Regions from separate parts of the Mus musculus genome. Here region 1 is linked to region 2. Evidence: chromatin contacts called from public Hi-C data. All regions are on one chromosome and are shown on one strand. The core of a region is the stretch at or near the end of the contact, and the rest is flanking DNA. Distances in the headings are between cores, read along the strand shown. Region 1 holds the start of Ppp2cb (protein phosphatase 2 (formerly 2A), catalytic subunit, beta isoform). Region 2 has its middle 23 kb from the start of Tex15.

Region 1 (4,592 bases), core at 2,008-4,507, 52 kb before region 2:
GTCTGGGGGACAACTATCTCATTACAATGTCGCTTTCTATAGAGTGGTATGGCAAACAAAATCTAAAAGTCACATTATTAGAAAATTGGGCCAGCAGCCGGGCAGTGGTGGCACACGCCTTTAATCCCAGCACTTGGGAGGCAGAGGCAGGAGGATTTCTGAGTTTGAGGCCAGCCTGGTCTACAGAGTGAGTTCTAGGACAGCCAGGGCTACACAGAGAAACCCTGTCTTGAAAAACCAAAAAAAAAAAAAAAAAAATTGGGTGGGCTAAGCATGGTGGAACATGCCTTTTATATCAGCACCTAGGAGGCAGAGGCAGGCAGAGTTTGAGGTCAACCTGATCTACAAAGTTCTAGGGAGCTAAGACTACACAGTGAGGAGTGCTCGCTCACGCTCTCTCTTTTTTTAAAAAGGTAAATATTAACTCTCTTTTATCCCGAGAAATGGCTCAGCAGCTAACGGTGCTTGATGCTCAAGCCTGAAGACTAAAATGTGATCCCCATAGCCCACATAAAAGTGGCATTCTCCACAAGCTGTTTTTTTGACCTCCCCATGTGCACTCACAAACACATCATACAAAATCAATGTGCACACGTGCATATGCCCAAACACACACATATGCGCATACACCCATACAAATACATTAAAAACAAAACCTTTAAGAAAACTAGCTAAAAGGAATGAAAGCGGGTGACTGTAGACCGCTTGTCTCTGTTACAACCTTCCTACGAGGCTTTCTAGCTCAGGAAGGGCAGAGTATTTATTCTCAAGACCAAGTGGGAAGTAAGGACGTCGCTTTACAGCGTTGCTGTAAACCTGGTAACGTGTGTGCTGAAGATAACAGGAAACACACGGCCAACGGACCCAAAGTCTCCATTGAACTACAGTCCCCAGAAGTCCCACTAAAGCAAGAGTGACAACCGAGACAGACCAGAACTCATTTCTCATGTAACAGTCGCCTCCATCAGGATTGTATGTGCTCAGCTCCTGATACTTCCCACCCAGCAGATTGTGTATCGTCACCCCTGCCTCACAGAGAAGCATCCCATGTGCAGACGGGCAGCTAGCTCGCTGTGGGGCAGCAGTGAATTCTGACTGGCTGAACTTAAATAGGGGGGATGGAGCCGGCTCAGCAGCTAAGAACCTGTGCTACTTTTTCAAGTGACCAGACCCCACAGCAGGTGGCTCACCACCACTGTCCCAGACAGCTCCAGGGAATCTGACAAGGCTGGCTTCCCCAGGTTTCATTCAACACTAATCACACAGACATACGATTAAAAATGAATAAATCTTCAAACCTATTATAAAATGGGACCAGACCACCAGGTGGAAGAAAACAGGGACACATGCACCCGTAGGCACATACCCGCATGGGCATACCAGGGTCATGCACAGGCCAGGAAGCCAGCTATTTCTCCCACTGGCAACTCCATCCTCTGGGCTAGAGGACAAAGCAGTGGGTGACACTGAATTTGTGGAGATAAGCAAAGAAAAGAGACCCACAGCCTAGGATGTAAGCTCAAAAACACGGGATAACTGGTAATCCAGTTTACTTAGAAGTGGAGTTTAAAAAAAAAAAAACTTTAAAAGACTCACAAACCTTCCTAAGAGTTTAAGACTTCAGTGTGATACTTCAAAGCCATGGTACAACCTTCTGTAAGAGTGGATCCTAAAATTATCAGAAAGTCAAATGGAAACACCTAGCCGGATTCGCCACCTCTTGGTTTATAGGTTGGATGTCACAACTACAATAAGGTTGACTGACTCAATTTCCAAACTGGACAGCCCAGTGGTGCTCCAGCTTGAGAGAGATCACCTAAAAGGTTACCTTTAAGACTTAACGAAATTACAGGTTATCACACAAGATAAATAAAAGCTAACTGAGACGATACACAAACAGTTTCTGAGGGAAACACCCTTTTCTTCACGGCTCTACTAGAAGAAAGAAACTCTCCTGTGCTAAGTACTTATTCAACCCACAAAGGCCCTGGTCAACTTGAAAAGCGCACCAAGAGCCATCTATCACTCCCCACCCCAAGTAAGGAGTGCCTGTTATCAGACGGATAAACAAAATCCTTTGGTAGGATCCTAACTTCTGGGGAAAAAAATGTAGACTCTGACTTGAATACTTAGCTCCGTTACTCTCTCGCAGGGCTCTTGAACATGGGGAAGCGAGTTAGCCCACAATAAAAAAGAGGAATGAAAAAAAAAAAGACTCTAAATAAGATGATATAAGCAAAAAAAAAAAAAAAAAAAAAAAACCCAAAAACCTAGCGGTTAATAAACCAATAGATACACACACATGTCTGAAAGCTGAGAAGACACGATCAAAAAGGGATTACCTAATCCATTACCTGCAAGCTATAGCGTGGGGTCGGGAGGGATACACAGGGTTAAAAAAAAAAAAAAGGAAGTAACTTTCTGTAACGTGGCCGGTTCTAAATAGCACCTATCCCAGTTAACGTTGCCAGTAAGCACCGTTTCCAAATTCAGCACCTGCTGTCTTCTTCCTGAAAAAGACGTCCCTCTCCATAGCCACTCGGCCGCCCAGACCAGCCTTCAGTCATCTGCCTCCGCCAAACCCAGGCTGGGAGAAGGCTCGGCCTGCCATCACGCCCACTAGTGTGCAAACAAAAGCTCCTTGCACTCCGTGGATCACCTGCGAGCGATCGACGCCACACTAACCACCGCTCGGTGTTAACGACTTTCAGGGCAGTTGTCCGTGGAGCCCGGGGACTGCAGCAGCCTGGTTTTCGGGGCGTGGGGTGGGGTCCCGCACCCCGTCCCCTACTCCAGCCGGGGGCCAGGGCCCGTTTCCCCCCCCGACCCCTGCGCGCGCCTCCGCGGCGGGCCGCCTACCTTCTCGCACAGCGTCCGCACTTGGTTCTCGTTCAGCTGCTTACACTCGTTCAGCTGCTCCACCCACTGGTCCAGCTCCTTGGTGAACGCCTTGTCGTCCATGGCGGCGAGCCGCGCGTCCCCGCCGCCTCCCCCGCCGCCGGCCCCCGGCGGGACCACCGAGCCGCGGAGCGCGCAGCCCGCGCCCCGCCCAAGCCCAGCGGGCAGCCGCGGGCCCCGGCCTCCGGGAGCGCCCGCCCCGCCCGGCCCCGGCCACGCGCCTGGGGCGCGGCGAAGGGCTTACGGCTCGGAGCGCAGAGCGCGGCGCAGCTCGGCTCGGCTCCGGCCCGACGGCGCCCGCCCGCCCGCTGCCACCCGCAGGCCTCTCCGCGCTCTGGCCACGGCCCTCTCGCTCTTTCTCTTCCCTCCCTCCGGGTTTCCGTCATCGCCCCGGCATTTCCGCCGGGAAAAGGCGAGTGGGCGGCGCCGCCGGGCCCGGCGCACGAGGAGGGGAGCAGCGCCCTCGCGCGGCCCGGCGGAGAAACGGTCCCCTTGCATCCTTCCCCCGGTCCTCCTGCCCACTCTGCCCTTGGGGAATCCGGTTCTCGCCTTGGACCTCTCTCCGCACAGGGCATTGAGACTGTTGGGCTTTTCCCTCAACCTTTCACTACCCTAGAGCATGCACTAAATATTTATTGAGTAAATTTCTACTCTTAGCAGTAATTCATTGCGTAGCCTTGAATCTCAGACCCTTTCTGTCTATATCAGAAAGATAACTTTTAACAAAGGATGTATTTACGTTTATGTCACGTGTGTACAGGTGCCTTGGGAGGACAGAAGAGAGTATTGGCTCTCCAGGAGCTGGAGTTGGTGGTATATGGTGCTAGAAACCAAATTTAGGGCATCTGTAAGAGTAGCACACATTCTTCATTCTTTCTTTCTTTCTTCTTCTTCTTCTTCTTCTTCTTCTTCTTCTTCTTCTTCTTCTTCTTCTTCTTCTTCTTCTTCTTCTTCTTCTTCTTCTTCTTCTTCTTCTTCTTCTTCTTCTTCTTCTTCTTCTCCTCCTCCTCCTCCTCCTCCTCCTCCTCCTCCTCCTCCTCCTCCTCCTCCCCCCCCCCCTCCCCCTCTCCTTCCCCTCCTCTTCCTTCTTTCTTCTTTCTTCTTCTCTTGGTTTTTTTCAACACAGGGTTTCTCAGTGTAGCCTTGGCTGTCCTGGAACTCATTCTGTTGACCAGGCTGACTTCGAACTCAGAGATCCACTTGCCTCTGCCTCCCAACTGCTGGGGTTAAAGGTGTGCACCACTACCACCAAGCTGTGTTTATCCTAACCTCAGCTAATCTCTTTAAACCATGAAATGATTTTTAAATTTTTCTGTGGCCATTCCATCTTATCATTCTTTGTTGTGACTACTATGATGCCTTGGCTGTAATTAGTGATCTTTATATAACAGGGGCTAGATACCGAGACCTTTAAAGCTGTGCTCACAGACCCTATTTCCTGGGTCTGAAACATGTACGGCTGCTTCTGCTGTTCGCAAGTGCTCAACAGCGTCATGGTTCCTGAGTTGGTTTTGTCAATTTCTCAGCTTGAAGCAATCCCCAAACTGCCTCTAGCTGCAGATTTGTCATTAGTTGAAATAAGTAAGCACAAAATCTTGTCAGTTGTGTGAGTACATGGACTTTGTGAAGTAGATGATCTCCAGTTTTAGGTGGGCTCTGGGCATCACACTCAGGCTTGTAGGCAAAGTACGCTG
Region 2 (4,728 bases), core at 876-3,375:
CCAACCTCCCATCTGAGAGCATAGGGGAGTGTATTTGTAATTCTTGACTCCTCAACTACAGTCTATTTTGCAATAACTTACTTGGGAATATCTCCTTTCCAGTACTAAATTCAGTTTCAATTGAATTCAAGTAAAGACAATCTACTGTCTTAAGAGTAATTTTGCTCGATCTCAGCTATCAGGCAGTCTTTCATATCAGGAGAAATTTATTAGATAACTACAGATCACCATGATGACCTGGGTTTATCCCATCTTGCCCTGATGTCCTTAGCACTGGATCATCCAAACAGGAGCCTCATTATACCAGGTGTGCTTTGTACCAGGAAAAAGGCATTTCCTTGTTCATATTGGCTTCTATTCCTCAGATACTACTATGCCAATTCTTCTCACTGGCATTTGCCGAAACTGTTATAATTCTACTCTTGGAATTAATCATGAAGTTGATGAGATTAGCCCTGGGATGAGTCAGACTACACAGCTACGGTGGAAAATGTAAAACTAGACATTTACAAAAGATTTAATCACAGTATCAAGGTGTGTACAGTGTTTAAAATGATATAATCCTTTCCTAAAGATTTAACATATTTACAAATACTTAAAAAGAGAAAAGAGGTCAGCTGCTACATATTTGAGCAAACTTAAGAAGAATTAAATTTAGCTTTTCTCTTATCCACAATTCCACCTCAAGTTTCTAAACTTTTTCAAACAAAATACTTCTAAGGCTCCTAGGTCAACTCTTGATTTGAGCACTTCTACCTTTATTATAATATGCTATTTCATCTCATTCCACATCTTGTTTATTATAACAAACTTAAAAGGTTAATTTTATTCACACTTCTATGTGTGAAATGCTGTGCTTGGTACAATACCTAAAGAGTGTCCAAACTCATAGGTTCTTAAGAGCATTCATATTTTTGCTAATTTAACACCTGCAAAGCATAGACTCGAAGCAGGTAAGAATGTGGACTGGCACCTTGTTGGAGCCACTTGTTTTACTTAAGACTACAGATTATAAACTATTCTCTAAGAGGAGAGGTTGAAAGGAAAGGCAGGAATGAGTCACTTATTTCCTTTCATCTCCCACTCAGTCACTCTCTTCTGCTAAGCACTCTTTTCATTTTTTCCTTTCCACCCATGGCTTCAAGCTTTAGATTGTTGCCCAGCATCATGGAATTTTAAAAATGAGTTTAGGCACTGACTATGTGGCCACACTCAATCTTACACTATGGACATACAGAAAAGATAAAAAATCCTCACCATAGTACAGGACACACACTCCTCCCCCACGCCCCCCAACACACAGTGCTAAGTTCTGTGAAGTTCTTTGGGAAAAGGTTTTTGTTTAACTGGACAAGTACCTAAGAAAATTACACAATTGTCTGCCATTAGAAATGCTTTAAAATGTCGTGCACCACTAAGTAGCTGCCCAATTTTGGGGGTGGGGGGCGAGAGTCGGCTAAACAAGAAACAAAACTGGCTGTAAGAAAAAAAATTGTCTCAAAACACCGCATGAAAGAAGAGTGGGTGATAAAGTTAGTCTTTGTTCAAACTACTCTTCAAGGAGTTCCAGACCTCCCTGTGGGGTTTGCCACTTTCCTGAGTTCCAACTCACAGAAGCTTAGCTTCGCCTTCGCCTCACATCCATTCTGGGCAAACTGGCCAAAGTCAACACTCTCAAAGTCTCACTTTTTCTCAAGAGCACCCAGCTCTGCCCCGCGCAGCTGCTTCCTGACCTGTTGCTGAAGGTGCCTACTTTAAGACTCCTAACTCAAATGCAATGTTCTTCTCTCTTCCCCCAGCAATGGCTGAGGATTACAGCTTGCCTTCAAACTTTTGTATTTCCTCTCTAGCTACTGCAATGGTCCACGAGCTTAAAAAACAAAAACAAAAACAAAACACTTGGGAGGCAGAGGATGGAGTTCAAGGTCCCCTCCTATTAACAGCAAGATGGAGGCCAGGCTGAGCTTGTGAAATCCTTCCTCAAAACACCAAGAGTTGGGTCAAGACAAAAGTGTTGCTTTATGATTTCTTTGCAACTTCACTTTTGTAAGCATAAGGAACCACAAAACTGATGCTTTATAAATGACTCAGCGGGAGAGCTGAACTTGCCACCTGAGGGCACTGGGAGCCCTAGCCGGAGCAGTGCTGGAGAGCTCACCCTAGTGGGGAGGATCCAGGACAACCAGCAGCTCAGCTACCAACCAAGCCCAGACCCAGGGCTTGGAGTAGGCCCTCCCCCAAATCTACATAATTAGTGAATGGTTGGGATGCATGAAAAGGGCTGGTGGTCCTCCTGGCCTGAAGTTGCAGGATATCCATGACGCAGGGTAACAACATGAGAACCAAGTAATTGGCTCTGTGAGGAGCCAATATTGATGGTGTCACATATGCCACAGGCCTCAAAGCAGACCAACGACTCATTATGTCATTGCAATGAACTTTCATCAGTGAAGATTTGTGGATGGGGGTGGGAAGGTGTTGGGGACAGGAAGGTGTTGGGGGGCATTATTGTGGGACACACCAAATCATTACAGCTTCCACAACAAGATGTTTTCTCTATGTACACAGATGTGAAACGAAGAATCGACACTGGGCCACCTGACCACAAATCCCACTGACCATCTTACTGCATGAAACAAATATGACTTAAAAGTATTATAAGAGATTATGGGAGGAAAATAAATCTGTATTTTTAAGTCAATATTTGTGTGTCTCTATGAGTGTATACACATATATTCATGTATTTGTGTGTCTCTATGAGTGTATACACATATATTCATGTGTGCACATCTGTGGATGTCTGAGGTTGATATCAGACCATCAGACAGCTTTCTCGACTGCTCTCCACCTTAGTTTTTTTTTTTTTTTAGAGCAGTGGTTCTCAACCTTTCTAAGGCTGAGACCCTTTAGTACAACTCCTCATGTTGTAGTGACCCCAACCATAAGAATACTTTTGCTATTACTTCATAGCTGTAATTTTGCTGCTGTTATAAATCATAAATATCTGTATTTTCTGATGATCTTGGGTGACCCCTGTGAAAGGATTGTCTGTCCCTAAAGGGGTTGTGACCCACAGGTTGAGAACTGCTGTTTTAGAGTTAGTTCCACTCAATGAACCTGAAGTTCATCCATTTGGCTAGGCTGGTTGTCAATGGGCCCCAGGGATCCACCTGTATCCCTTACTGCCACCTCCTCTGCTGTGCCTGAATCTTCCCCGGTGCTGGAAATCTAATTCAGCTCTGCATGCTTGCACTACAGGCACTTCACCTGTACTTTACCCATCTCCCTAGCCCTGCCTTAAATAATCTACACTTACTTTCTTAGCAATTTCAAGCGACAGAAGGAAGTTAATTCACATGACTCCACGGTTAAAAACAACCTCAAGCATCTTCAGTCACACCAACTTACCTCTTAGCAGCAAACTGTTTTTCCAGATATTCATTTCGAACCAGTTTTGTTTCCCCAAACTGCCATGTGAACTGCAGGTCACAGCTCATATCCAGCCTGCACTGCTTCAGAGTGCCATGTATGAAACCATACTCTCTAGTATTGGTGTAACAAGACGACAAGTAAACTGAGGGGAAAGAAGAGGGCAACAGTTATGTGTGTGTTTAAAATGGCATTGCACAGCTGTGCAGTGACAACAGATAGCATAGCTGATGGCTTGGAAATCTCATTAACAAACAAAGGCAAGAGTTGGCAATTACATTGTATCGCTGTAAAGTGGACCTCTCAACTTGATGTAAGGGAAAACACTATTCCCGCCTCTCTCCACATACCTGTTAGTTATTGATGGTTAACACATACAGGCATAAGATAGTCCTAGAACGTAAGTGATTACTTTTTTTTTTTTTTTAAGATTTATTTATTGATTATTACATATAAGTACACTGTAGCTGTCTTCAGACACACCAGAAGAGGGCATCGGATCCCATTAAAGGTGGTTGTGAGCCACCATGTGGTTACTGGGATTTGAACTCAGGACCTCTGGAAGAACAGTCAGTGCTCTTTTTTTTTTTTTTTTTTTAGATTTATTTATTATATGTAAGTACACTGTAGCTGTCTTCAGACACTCCAGAAGAGGGCATCAGATCTTGTTACAGATGGTTGTGAGCCACCATGTGGTTGCTGGGAATTGAACTCCGGACCTTCAGAAGAGCAGTCGGGTGCTCTTACCCACTGAGCCATCTCACCAGCCCCAAGTGATTACTTTTTAACTTAAACCGGTGACTCCACAATGTGACTAATGAGCAATTACACCAACCTGGTGGCTTCTGTTAACCCTTCTTGGTATTTCCCATGTAAAGGTAAAGTGCTTGTTGAGAATATGGTTCAACCACTAAACTGTTTCAAAACGGCAACAGCACTGTGTGTCCCCATCACGGTAATGTGGTTCTGCTGCTTAGCACCTTCCTTCCTCAGCATCTGACATGAACCGTAGTCTAAATTTTGGCTATTTTAATAGCTGTATAGCTGTATGTAAGCATTTTTAAACTTTCAGATCCCCAATGACGAAAAGATGTAATCCACCATTTTATACAGTTTTCTAGCTCTTTGGTGTCTGACTCAGTCTTTAGTCTATTTTCTCACTGCTGCATTCAAGGGTTCTTTGCATACTTGAGTTAACAGTCCTTTATGTTTTACAAATAGGTTCTCAAAGTCTGCAGCTTTGCTTCTAATTTTTTTTTGTATAAAATTCGAATTTCATGATCATCGTTCGATTCTTCC

What was found. Hi-C and Micro-C count contacts between places; a contact is called where the count stands out from the background.
Region 1: a Hi-C map of cortical neurons shows a contact between it and region 2, with 1.9 times the contacts expected there. The contact joins the promoter of Ppp2cb here to the enhancer-like site in region 2. A contact is called at or near these places in 1 of 15 datasets of contacts at CTCF or cohesin (the NIH/3T3 cell line), 4 of 484 Hi-C or Micro-C datasets (cortical neurons, granulocytes, granulosa cells and 1 more), 2 of 115 datasets of contacts at active chromatin or transcription factors (both in embryonic stem cells) and 2 of 9 other capture datasets (adipose tissue and pancreatic islet).

What each region holds. Positions count from the first base shown.
Region 1 is chr8:33,598,286-33,602,877 of GRCm38.p6, reverse strand. Ppp2cb (protein phosphatase 2 (formerly 2A), catalytic subunit, beta isoform) reads right to left here and starts at 3,257. Exons shown (of 7, transcript NM_017374.3): 1 at 2,860-3,257. The coding sequence starts at 2,961.
Region 2 is chr8:33,545,033-33,549,760 of GRCm38.p6, reverse strand. It overlaps a transcript of Tex15 not described here. Among named protein-coding and RNA genes, the nearest start is that of Tex15, 23 kb to the left of the region's middle. Within about 2 kb of position 2,125, at least 19 of the 459 cell types and tissues checked have an H3K27ac peak or open chromatin away from gene starts, as enhancers often do.